Regions from separate parts of the Sus scrofa genome. Here region 1 is linked to region 2. The links are chromatin contacts, called in public HiChIP or PLAC-seq maps. All regions are on one chromosome and are shown on one strand. Each heading gives the region's core, a stretch centred on a gene start, on an enhancer-like site or on the middle of the called end of the contact. The rest is flanking DNA. Distances are from core to core; before and after follow the strand shown. Region 1 holds the start of IL17RC (interleukin-17 receptor C). Region 2 holds the start of TADA3 (transcriptional adaptor 3).

Region 1 (5,627 bases), core at 1,032-3,531, 99 kb before region 2:
CAGGAGGGGTGGGAGCTGGACTGGATAAGGGCCTCACTCTTTGTGTCCCTGCCTCATCCCTGCTCTTCCAGGTCATATGACAAAGCTAAGGGCATCAGCCATGCCAGTGCAAGTGTGGGAGCCCCTCCCACAGAAGTGGTTCTCACACCCAGTGCCTCTATGAGTCTCCATGACTACTCTGTGACTGGGGGCCAGCAGGTGCTCTCCCATTATTTTCCAGTTAAGGGATATTGGTGGGGCCTGGGGTGGCAGGGGAAATGAAAGGGTTTGAGTGAGCAGCCCTCTGAGGTCAGGAGAAGCCCCAACACCCGCTTCCACAGTGTCATGTGGGACAGACATGATGTGCAGGAAGTCCGCCAGACGTGGATCCAGCCACAGACTTTCCTCTACAAGCCTCAGCTTCTCTATCTGGAGCAGGAAGGTAAAAATCATGCCTCACTCATGAGGGTAGTATTGAGGATTATAAAAAAAAAAGGAAAAATCAAACTTTCTGGACCCTTCTGCCTTAGGCATCATACCAGGTATCTACACTAGCAACTTGTTTATTCTCATAACTGCTATATGAGGTAGGACTATTCTTATTATTTTTTTTTTTTATTTTATTGTTGTCTTTTGCCTTTTCTAGGGCCCACCCGCGGCTTATGGAGGTCCCCAGGCTAGGGGTCTAATTGGAGCTGGAGCCACTGCCTACACCAGAGCCACAGCAAGCCAGTCTGAGCCGCATCTGTGACCTACACCATAGCTCACGCAACGCGGATCCTTAACCCACTGAGCAAGGCCAGGATCGAACCTCAACCTCATGGTTCCTAGTCATTATTAACCACTGACCACACGGTGAACTCCAAGGTAGACTATTCTATTCCCACTTTACAGAAGGAAACTGAGGCATAAAAGGTGGAAAGGACTTGCCCACAGCCCTGCCAGAATCAGGACTAAGAAATGCATGTGAAAGTGCTTCATGAATTCATGGTTAGAAGGCTGTTATTGTTATTATTATTTTGCATACCACAGACTGACCAGGCTTGCACAAGGGCAGCAGGCACTTGCACCTCCAGCAGGACGCAGCGGGCAGTAGGGTAGGCCTGGAAGGACAGCACCACATGGGCCTGAGAGAGGCTGTGAGCAACAGGGCAGGTGTCAGTCAAGGCCAGGGGCCCGGGGCAAGGCTCTGATGAGGGCAGTTGGGCCAGTGAGGTTCTCTTCACCATTCCTAGGATCCTCTAGCCCTGGGTCAGGTGTTCTTCCAAACTCCTCTTCATCTGCAGGGTTTCTTCCCAGGACCCTGGAAGCGACCCGGAGAGCAAAGGCTCAGGACTGGTACCCGCTCTGGCTTTGGCTTCCTTCCAAGAAGCCCAGTGCTAGGAAACAAAGGCCAGGCCTGGGGGATGGACCTGGCTAACATGGGGGTCTGTTGGACAGGTGTGCCTCAGGAGAATGCTGAGGATGCCTGAGAATGCCTGATAGACACCCTGGTCCCCATGCCCATCCCACCCATAGGCTCACCATGCACAGCCAAGTGGACAGCCACACGCACACAGAGGTCGCAGTCGGTCTCCTTGTGGCACCTTAGCACCAGTTCTGTCTGCAGGAGTGTGGGCACCAGAACAGGGCCTGGGGCAGACACAATGCCCCCAGGCAGGCACAGCACGTCACCATCTGTGCATGAAGGGTAGGGTGGGAGCTGAAGCTGTGCAGACCCACAGTCTGATTGCACCTGACACCCCCAGAGGGCCAAGGGGCTTTGGGCTCTTCCTGGGTTGAGGGCGGGAGGTAAGGGCCCAGGACTGAACAGCTCCCCTCCCTTTTGCCAACCTGGGATGGTCTTTTCTCTCTAAAAGTAGCTCTACTCACCCCAGAGATGGCAGAAAGGCCCTAGGAAGGAGGTAAAGATGAATCAGAGTTTATGAGCTCAAATCTAACCATTCTTTCCTGGCTTGGGTCCCCAACTCGCCCCCTCCATCCCCGTTCTTCTGGGGCTCCCTTTCCAAGTCCCTCCCAGAAAAAAGACAAGACCGAGTTTTTTGCCCCCCTCCCCATTCTTCTCTTACCCCATCAGCACCCGACAGACCAGCCAGGGCAGTTCTGACAGTGATGGCAGTGACAGGAGCCAGGCTAGGGCCTTAACGGCCGCAGGCTGAACCCTGAGCCTTCCTCAACCCTCTGGGGGCCCCAGACTCACCGGAGAGCAGCGGGCAGCGTCCTGAGCCCCAAACCTCTCTAGAGAGAGGACCACAGGGTTTCGGCCCAGTGCCAAGGACAGAAGGAACCAGGGCACAGGCATCTTCCAGGTGCCAGGCAGCACCCAGGCCTGAGGCCCTGTCCTGCCCCCCCAAGGGGGGGCAGACACCACACCTCTGCTCCCACTCAGCCCTGCGCCTGTGGGCAGGAGGGCCAGATCCCTCCCCGGCCTTGGGTCAGCGCTGGCTCTCCTCTCCCGGAGTCCTGACTCCTGTCCCAGCCAGAGTGCTTTCGTTTGGCTCCCGGCAGGCAGCCGGCTGTTCCCGCCCGCCCTGTCCCTCCACCAACACCAGGCCTGGGAGCCAGCAGCCCTGAACTGGAGTGGCAGCCTCACCCCCTCCCTCTTTTCCCCTCCTCCTTCTCTGCTGACACCTGGCTGGGAGGGCTGCCTGGAGAGGCGGTGGCCTCAAGGCTGAGTAAGGGAGCTCTTACTCACGCTGGGATCCCTAAGGAGAGGGCTCCACAGAGGGGCCCCAGACCCAGGGCAATCCTGGGCATTTCCCCTTCCCATGTGACTCTGGGATCTTGGTGCCCACTAGGTCCCTTGCGACTGGGTACCTAGGACCCTTCACACATTCTCCTCATTGCGGAACAGGAGCTCTAACGACAGGGCCAAGGGGCACCAGAAAGTGGGCTTTTCACCACTTCCTGCCTATGCTCAACTGTGGTGTGGGGAGAAGGAATCCAGTACCCAGAGCCAGGAGGACACCGTCCTATTTGTGCTGATGCCATGGGCTGGAGGCACAACATGGGACTCACGTCACATTTCTGAACCTGAGATTTCCTCTCTTCTTTCTGAAGAATCACAGCTCCTTGTTTCTTAGTTTATCCAAAATGTCCACCTTTATTCATCTTCCTCTATCTTGGTTTCCAATGTCCCACCTCTACCCTGGTCATCCAGGGCCAAAGCCCCTTTCCTGGATCCAGAACCCTCCTCCCTCCACTCTGGGCAGGGCCGGTTTGAGAAAGGGGATCCCCAGCATCCAAACGCTTTTCTGTTCCCCCACCCCTCTGGAGCCACCTTCCACTCAGAACTGCCATGGGCCTGCCTCCCTCCCGAGTCTCAACATCTCTGGCCTGGACTGGAGCACAGGCAACTACTCTCTTTCTGGGATTCTGGAGAGAGGAAGTGGATGACTCCCCACCCACATCAGGCTGGGGTCGGGGAGTTCTCCGGAAAGAGTGACTCTCTCCTTGGGGCTTCTGAGGAAGCCAGACAGTGGGAAAGGGCGGGCAGTGAGTGAGTGCTCTGTCCAGCTGGGGGCAGAGTAAGGCTTTTTTGCCAGTCGTGCGGTGAAGGAGCCCTCAAGATCCAGGTGAGAAACCTGATTCAGGGTTCTAGTCGTGCACAGATCCAGATCGTATGAGCTCTGTCAGCCTGGTCGGCGGTTTCGGCTTCCGTTCCAAGCTGGGCACAGCTCCAGCGATCCCCGCAGAACCGCGGGACTCGAAGCGGCCAGTGTGGCTTCGGCGGAAGGGCCGCGCGTCAGAGCCGCAGAACGTGCAGGTCGTGCAGCAGGCGGTAGGGGGCAGGGCACGCAGCGGCGGGGAATGTCACCCTTGGCGCAGAGGCGGCTGAAGTACGCGAGCAGCAGCAGCGGGCCGGGGCGCGCGGAGCAGGTCCGCAGGGGCGCGGCGCGGTGATCCTGACCGCCGGCGGGGCTGGGGCAGGCGCCGCTCCACAGCAGGCAGCACGGTGCCTTGCTCTCGCGCCACCGTCCCGCGCCCCCAAGCCAGGCAGCGGGCCAGCGTGCCATGCTGCCCTCCCACAAGCCACAACACGTCGCGTCCGCCGCCCAGCGCGCCCGCAGCAGCTCAGCCACGTCCACGCGCCGCTGCGCCTCGATCCGCCCGTGCAGGAGCAGCACAGGCCTCCGGCAAGCCCCTGGGGAGCAACATGTATAGGGGGGCAGGAAGCTGCCTGCTCCACTCGGTTAATAATAGGGTTCCCCATCCCCCCACTAGTTCCTTATCTGCGCTGGGGGTGGGTACCAAGACAGCTTTAGGGTGCCTTTGGGCAATTAGATAAAGGTGCTGGCGGGAAGAGGCGTGGGCCAAAGTGCCAGGTGCAGCGGCGGGCTGGATTTCCGCCAACTAGCCTCGTGCCTAGAGACTCGGTGTGTTGAACTACCTGCAGAGGCCTTTGCCGGCTTTGGCATTCTTCCCACTAGGGGTCTGAGGCTTACCCTCCTGGGTAACAGAGCGGGGTGCAGGGCAGGGACGAGGACATGGCTTTTAGCAAGAGGGGGAGGGAGGAGGGGGGCAGTGGGCAACTAGCCTGAGATAGCAAGTCCGAATTTCCAGTTAACCCAAGTGAACTTACCTGACAGTGGGCGCCGGCGGGTGAGGACCAGAACAAGGCCAATAGGGTGGTGAAGGCCGACAGTGCCAGGATCAAGAGCCCAGGCGTCTGTGAGAGACTGAGTCAAGCAGGGTGAGGCAAGCCTGCTCTCAGGACCCAACCTCCCTCTCGCCCCTCTTCCCCCCTCCCAAGAACTCACCATCTGGACACAGAGGTGCTTCCAGGCAACTGGACTTGACTCCCATGAGGCACAGAGCCCCCACCAGTGAGTGGTACTCTCTTCCAGGGGAAGTTGCATGAGGGTGATGGAGAAGGGGAGTCCCCCTGGACAGGGAACTGAACGGAACCAGGGTTTGTGCTGATCAGCCCAGCTGGCAAAGAACAAGGTTAGAGTGAAACTAAAAAGTAATCAGGTTGACTAGGGCATCCATGAAACATGGAGGGCACAGCCCTGACAAGTAATCAGACACCACTGAGCTCCAACCTATTACACCATGCTGAGTATGGACACAAAGCACTGGGTTTTCTGATTTTTTTTTTTTCAAGAGACTCTAGAAATCAGTGTTTTTTTTTGTAGGGGGGCATGCCATGGATGTGGAGATCATAGCAGGGATCGAATCTGAACCATAGCATGACAACCAATCCTTAACCCCTAGGCCACCGGGACTCCCCAGCATCAGCTTTTAAATACAACATCTCCCAACATTTAAATGGTGGCATAAATCCAACTTTGACACCATACTAGCCAACAAACATTTTGCAGACTGGATTTGCCCATGTGCTCCTGTGGTGCAGATGCTAGGGATACATGCGAGTGGGCAGGATTCCTTACAGGACACAGCCCCTGCCTCAGAAGGAACATGAGTCTAGTGTCACTGGCCTGAGCCTGAGACTGTGGGAAAAAGAGTAGAATGACTGTCCCATCAAGGCAAATCTGGCTCTGTCTTTGCCCATGCTGTTTCCTCCTTTCTATCCCCCACCCACCCTAATCTACCAGGCTTGGGGGCAAGGGGTCCCTAGCAGAAGCCTTTCCAGGCTTACTCTAGAGGCATGATCATTCCAGATCTGGACTGCTGCACAATATACG
Region 2 (5,867 bases), core at 3,216-5,715:
TGGGAGGAGAAATTCTCCAGGCAGAGGGCAGCCTGCAGTGTGGCCCGCACGGCACTCAGGTAGGGGCGGAGAGTGGCAGTCTGTCGGAAAAACCCCAAGGGAGGATCAGAATCTGTCTCACCAAACCCATTGGTCCCCTACTCTGTTCTTGTCTTGAGGGCTGCAACCGTGGCACATGGAGGTTCCCAAACTAGGGGTGGAATGGGAGCTGCAGCTGCTGGCCTACACCACGGCTCACATCGAATCCTTAACCCACTGAGCAAAGACAAGACATTGAACCTGTGTCCTCCTAGATGCTAGTCAGATTTGTTTCTGCTGAGACACGAAAGGAACTCCTGTTCCCTTACTCTGACTACACAGGAGCCAGGTAGTACTGAGGGTCACTGGCTCTCAGACACCAAGTGAACAGAACAGACTAGACCTACCAGGCCTTTCATCCTAAGTCTAGACCAGTGATTCTCAACAGAGGAGCATTTTGCCTACAAGGGGACATTTGCCAAGATATTTTTCATTTTCACAATTGGGGTAGAGTTGGGGGTTACTGACATTGAGCAGAGGTCAGGTCTATTGCTAAATATCCTACAATGCACTCGAAGAATTATTCAGCCCCAAATAGTGCTGAAGTTGAGAAACTCTGGTGAATACATACAAGTGAATAACTGTCCTCAATCTTTCTTTTGAGCCAACAAATGTGTACATCTAGGGTGTGCCAGGTACCGAGCTGGGATCATCTCTACCCTTAAACAGCTCAACTGGATCAGAGAGAGAGAGAGAGAGAGAGAGAGAGAAACAGATTAAGAGGATTTTACATTGAGAAAAAGGACATTTCCAGTAGAGGATAGAGTGTCTAGCTTCACGGGCCTATCTTCAGTTCTTTGTATTAGCCAACTTCTTTCTCACCCTAGCCCTTCGAACATGCTAAACTATATATTTGCAGGTTTTTCTCCCCCTTCTTTCCTAAATCATCTTTAGATCTTGGCTTATTCAGAGAAGGCTTCTTGCTTCCTCCAAGACTTTCTTGACTTCCCTCTTTTTTTTTTTGGTCTTTTTGGGGCCACAGCCACAGTATATGGAGATTCCCAGGCTATAGTCACTGGCCTACACCACAGCCACAGCAGTGCTGCATCTGAGCCATGTCTGCGACCTACACCACAGCTGATGTCAATGCCAGATCCTTAACCCACTGAGCAAGGCCTGCATCTTCATAGATACTAGTCAGATTCATTTCCACTGAGCCACGACGGGAACTACTTGACTTCCCTCTTAACAGCATTTATTATAACTTAGAATAATACACCATTCCTCTTTCTTTATTACAGTAATTGCTCCTTCACTAGACTGTAAACTTAACAATAAACAGACCATGGTTATTCAAATCTACATACCCTGCACTTAGCTCAGTTAGTAACTAACATACACAGTGTTTTACTTAGTTTTTGTGCAACGAAGGATGAATGAGAGAAATAAATTAAGCAAGATTAGAATTACCAAAAAAGGGCATTAAGAGTTCTAGAAGTAGTAATGAGTAACATTGCTGTGTACGGGAAGCACTTTTTATTTATCTAATTTTGTTTTTTATGGTCATACCCACAGCATATAGAAGTTCCCAGGCTAGGGGTCAAGTTGGAGCTACAGTCTCTGGCCTACACCACAGCCACAGCAACATGGGATCCGAGCTCATTCTGTAACCTACACCATGGCTCATGGCAATGCTGGATCCTTAAACCACTGAGCAAGGCCAGGGATCAATCCCACGTCCTCATGGATACTAGTCAGGTTCATTACCACCAGGCCACAATGGGAATTTCCTGGATGCATTTTATTTTTTTAATTTTTTAATTTTTTTGCCTTTTTTGCTATTTCTTTGGGCCACTTCCTGCAGCATATGGAGGTTTCCAGGCTGGGGTCGAATCGGAGCTGTAGCCATTGGCCTACGCCCGAGCTGCATCTGCAACCTACACCACAGCTCATGGCAACGCTGGATCCTTAACCCACTGAGCAAGGCCAAGGATCGAACCCGTAAGCTCATGGTTCCTAGTTGGATTCGTTAACCACTGCGCCACGACAGGAACTCTCCTGGATGCATTTTATTTTATTTTATTTTATTTGTCTTTCTGCTATTTCTTGGGCCACTCCCGAGGCATATGGAGGTTCCCAGGCTAGGGGTTGAATTGGAGCCGTAGCCACCAGCCTACACCAGAGCCACAGCTACGTGGGGTCCGAGCCGCGTCTGCACCACACCACAGCTCAAGGCAACGCTGGATCGTTAACCCACTGAGCAAGGGCAGGGACTGAACCTGCAACCTCATGGTTCCTAGTCGGACTCCTTAACCACTGTGCCACGACGGGAACTCCTGGATGCATTTTAGATTCAATGGATAGGGCTGCAATGGTAGCCTAGAGATTCATGGGCAATCTCAAATGCCAGGCTTCTGAGTTTAGCTCTTCTCTTAAGGTGGTAAGGAACTGCTAGGGGCTTTCTGAAAAGGAAGTTACACAACTACAACTACTGCTATATATCCTACAGTGACTTTGTGGAGAATGGATTGGAGAGGGAAGTGAGAAAGAATGCAGAGAGGGTTATTCGAGGAGGCTGATGACAGCTTGGCCTGGGGCAATGGAGGACAAGCAAGACTTTATCTGTCAAAATTCATTGAGGGCAGGAGTTCTGGGTCGTGGCTCCAAGGTTAACTAACCTGACTAGCATCCACGAGGACACAGGTTCAACCCTTGGCCTCAATCAGTGGGTTAAGGATCCGGCAGTGCCATAAGCTGTGGTGTAGGTTACAGATGTGGCTTGGATCAAGCATGGCTGTGGCTGTGGCACAGGCTGGCAGCTACAGCTCCAAGTCAACCCCTAGCCTGGGAACCTCCATATGCAGTGGATGTGGCCCTAAAAAGAAAAAAAAAAAAAAAAAATTCATAGAAGGCAAACCTAAAAAGGATAAATTTTATGTAGCCAGCCCTATGACACCTGCCCTTTCACGATGACGCATTCTGGTGTAATACCTCAACAAATCTGATGTTTAAGAAAAGCAAAAGGCATGGCTTCAATTAGAATATCCCAGGTTTCTAACTGAGGTTATGAAAACACAAAGCCAGAAGACAAACACAAGAGGACAAGCAAGTTTAGGGAAAGAGGAGTTACGGCCTGGAAGTCTAATTTCAAGGTGTCTTCAACACTTCCAGGTGAACCATGAAAGAGGGCTAGACCAGCAGATTTAGGAGTTACCAGAATGCAGACGGTCATGAAGACCTGTATGTTAAATAGGTAGCACCACCAGGGAGAGTGTAAAGAGGAAGCTAGTGAGTCTAAATTGCTATGAACAGCCAGTTATCAAATGAGAGGATTTCCAAGGAGGAAGGAATCAGCAGTATCAGAGCTTACATTCTATAGTAAGACTGATACGGTTGAGTTCCGACCAGGAAGCGGTCTGGGAGGTAGAAGCACAGCTGGGGCAACATGAAGACTGGGATAAGGAAGTTCCACAGAGAACGCTCTCCCTCAGAGAACCATGGGGTCAAGAGGGCAAGAGGGGGGTGCATATTTAGTGAAGGTCTGCACTGGTTGGGGAGGTGGCCCTATTACAAGCCTCAGCGGCCCTACTAAGGGCTACGGGGCCTACTACGTGCCTCCGACGTGCTACCATACCTAGGAGCACCCACTCCCAGCTTCCTCTCTGATTCAGTATCTCCCACCTGCTTCAAAACCCAGACTATGAAGCCGAAAGGCCTGCTTCTTAGGAGGGCGTCCCCCGCTCGCTCCTTTCTCACTTCGGCCCCCGCCCCTCCCTCCTCCCAACCTCATGGTGCCCCCGCACCCCCAGCACCCCACGGCTCAGCGCCTCTCCGCTGCAAAGCCGCATCTCCCCCAAACCCAGAGCCTGAGGACAGAACAGTGGGGGTCCCTGGCCCGGGTCCCGGCTCTCTCTCACCATCGCGGGCGCTGGCTGGGCCGGAAAGCGGAAGTACGGAAGTGGCCAGCCCCGCGACGCCTGCCCTTTCGCGAGAAGCGCAGCCGCAGTCTCCGCCCGGACGTCCGGACTGTACCATCTATGTCCCGAGCGGGGGAGGGAGAAGCTAAAAACACTTGGCACTTCGGAAGTTTTCCCGCTAGGACTGCCGTGGTAGTTTTAGATTCCTGAAGTTTGAAATCACTACTCAAGCTTCTCCCGTCATCGGTGAGGCTCTCGCTTGTGACTTTGGCCTTCTTGTCGTCTTTGCTGCCATCTTCCCTCACAGCCATGCAGTGGTGCAGCCCAGCCTCAGGTTGGGCACCATATTAGGACAAGGCGAGCCGGGGGAGCTCTTCGATCCTTCCGGTTCTGTGCCCCCATCCTTTCTCCGGGCCCCTCCTACCTGCAGCCCTCGGGGCTCAGCGGGACTAACTGCCAAGCGGAGAACCCGGCCGCCGAGCCCCGCCCCCAGGCGCCGGGCTGTTCCCGAGGGTACGCCCGAGGCTTATTCTCTCCACCCCACTAGCAGCGGGCTCACTCGCTGCCGGCAAACTCCCACCCTCGAAAGACCCAGGGGCTGGTCCTCGCGTCTTTCCGCCCCCGCGTGCACTGCTGGGGGCCAGCCCCTAGTCAGTTCCGGGGCGGTAGCTCTCACCGACCGGAACTCCCCGCCCCCACCCGCGGCCCGGGGGCAGTAGGAGGCGGCTAGGAGGAGGTAGAGGGGGCGGGGGCCGCGGTAGGGTGTCCGCGGTAAAGGTCTGGGACCCAGAAGGCGGGACACTGGGGCTATCCATGGGTGGGGCCAGTCATTAACCAGTCCCACTTTTTCTGTGCCAGGCACTGAACTGGGCTCTTGACGGGCATCATCTTTTAATCCTCAGATCATCCCAGGGAGGTAGGTACTATTACTATCCCCGTTTTATAGATTCAAACTTCTTATGGGGAAACAAGCTCAGGTGTCTTTTGTCCCATTTTACGGATAGAAAAACTGAGACTCGAGAGATAATTAACATGTTCAGGGCTATATAAATAGAGGCTGGTCAAGCCAGAGCTTGAATCCTGATGTATCTAGTTTAGCAGTTCACATTCCTTACTATCTGGGGCAAATAGGGAAAAGGTGGGGAGGGTGAAACTAGGAGAGGCTGGGAGGCACAAAGAACGTTAACGTAAGTATGGAATACTTGGAATTCTGGAGTTTAGCAGAACTCTGGAAGAGTGGAGCTGAAGGGAAGAGCATCAGAAGGACAGGCACAGTATAACTGTGGTTAGAGGCACAGACTTAAAACTACCTGAATTCAGATTGCGTGTTGATAAGCATGAACATGTACCCACTCTAACAGTCTCAGTTTTCTCATCCGTAAAATGGAGATCACCATGAGTCACGGGGTTATGTGAGGAATTTAATGAGAAGCCAGTAAAATGTCTGCATCTAGCTTGGTGCACAGTAGGTGCTTTACAAATAGGAACTGTGACTTCAGCCTTAGTAGGATACTGAAGCCTGGCTTTCTTCTTGAGGCTGTCTGAATAGAAGGAGCTCTTGGTCTTTTCTTGTGCCACTTGTCCCCCCATCAGTGGTCCGTTCTCTCCAGCTCCACAGGGTCCCCTATCCTGGGCCATGAGTGAGCTGAAGGACTGCCCCTTGCAGTTCCATGACTTCAAGTCTGTGGACCACCTGAAAGTCTGTCCCCGCTACACAGCAGTGTTGGCCCGCTCTGAGGATGATGGCATCGGTATTGAGGAGCTGGACACTCTGCAGCTGGAGCTTGAGACCTTGCTTTCCTCTGCCAGCCGACGCCTGCGGGTGCTCGAGGCTGAAACCCAGGTGATACCCCACAGAGGGACACCAGGGATGGACTGTGACAGGTTGTGGCATGGGTCACTGAGGTAGCTAGCCCTCTCTGCTGAGGCCTG

Evidence for each region. HiChIP or PLAC-seq counts read pairs in DNA pulled down with a chosen protein or histone mark.
Region 1: an H3K27ac HiChIP or PLAC-seq map of alveolar macrophages shows a contact between it and region 2. The contact joins the promoter of IL17RC here to the promoter of TADA3 in region 2. A contact is called at or near these places in 1 of 47 Hi-C or Micro-C datasets (embryonic fibroblasts) and 2 of 2 datasets of contacts at active chromatin or transcription factors (alveolar macrophages and skeletal muscle).

The regions. Positions count from the first base shown.
Region 1 is chr13:66,175,952-66,181,578 of Sscrofa11.1, reverse strand. IL17RC (interleukin-17 receptor C) reads right to left here and starts at 2,281. Exons shown (of 13, transcript XM_021069809.1): 1 at 2,180-2,281; 2 at 1,504-1,582; 3 at 1,322-1,358; 4 at 1,044-1,116; 5 at 309-408. The coding sequence starts at 2,281. It overlaps IL17RE (interleukin-17 receptor E), which reads right to left. Exons shown (of 19, transcript XM_021069808.1): 14 at 4,740-4,876; 15 at 4,606-4,648; 16 at 4,562-4,603; 17 at 4,062-4,123; 18 at 3,928-3,996; 19 at 3,612-3,926. The coding sequence ends at 3,612.
Region 2 is chr13:66,078,570-66,084,436 of Sscrofa11.1, reverse strand. TADA3 (transcriptional adaptor 3) reads left to right here and starts at 4,465. Exons shown (of 10, transcript NM_001206536.1): 1 at 4,465-4,671; 2 at 4,794-4,851; 3 at 5,546-5,778. The coding sequence starts at 5,572. It overlaps ARPC4 (actin related protein 2/3 complex subunit 4), which reads right to left. Exons shown (of 7, transcript NM_001206535.1): 2 at 3,936-4,000; 3 at 1-80. The coding sequence starts at 3,938.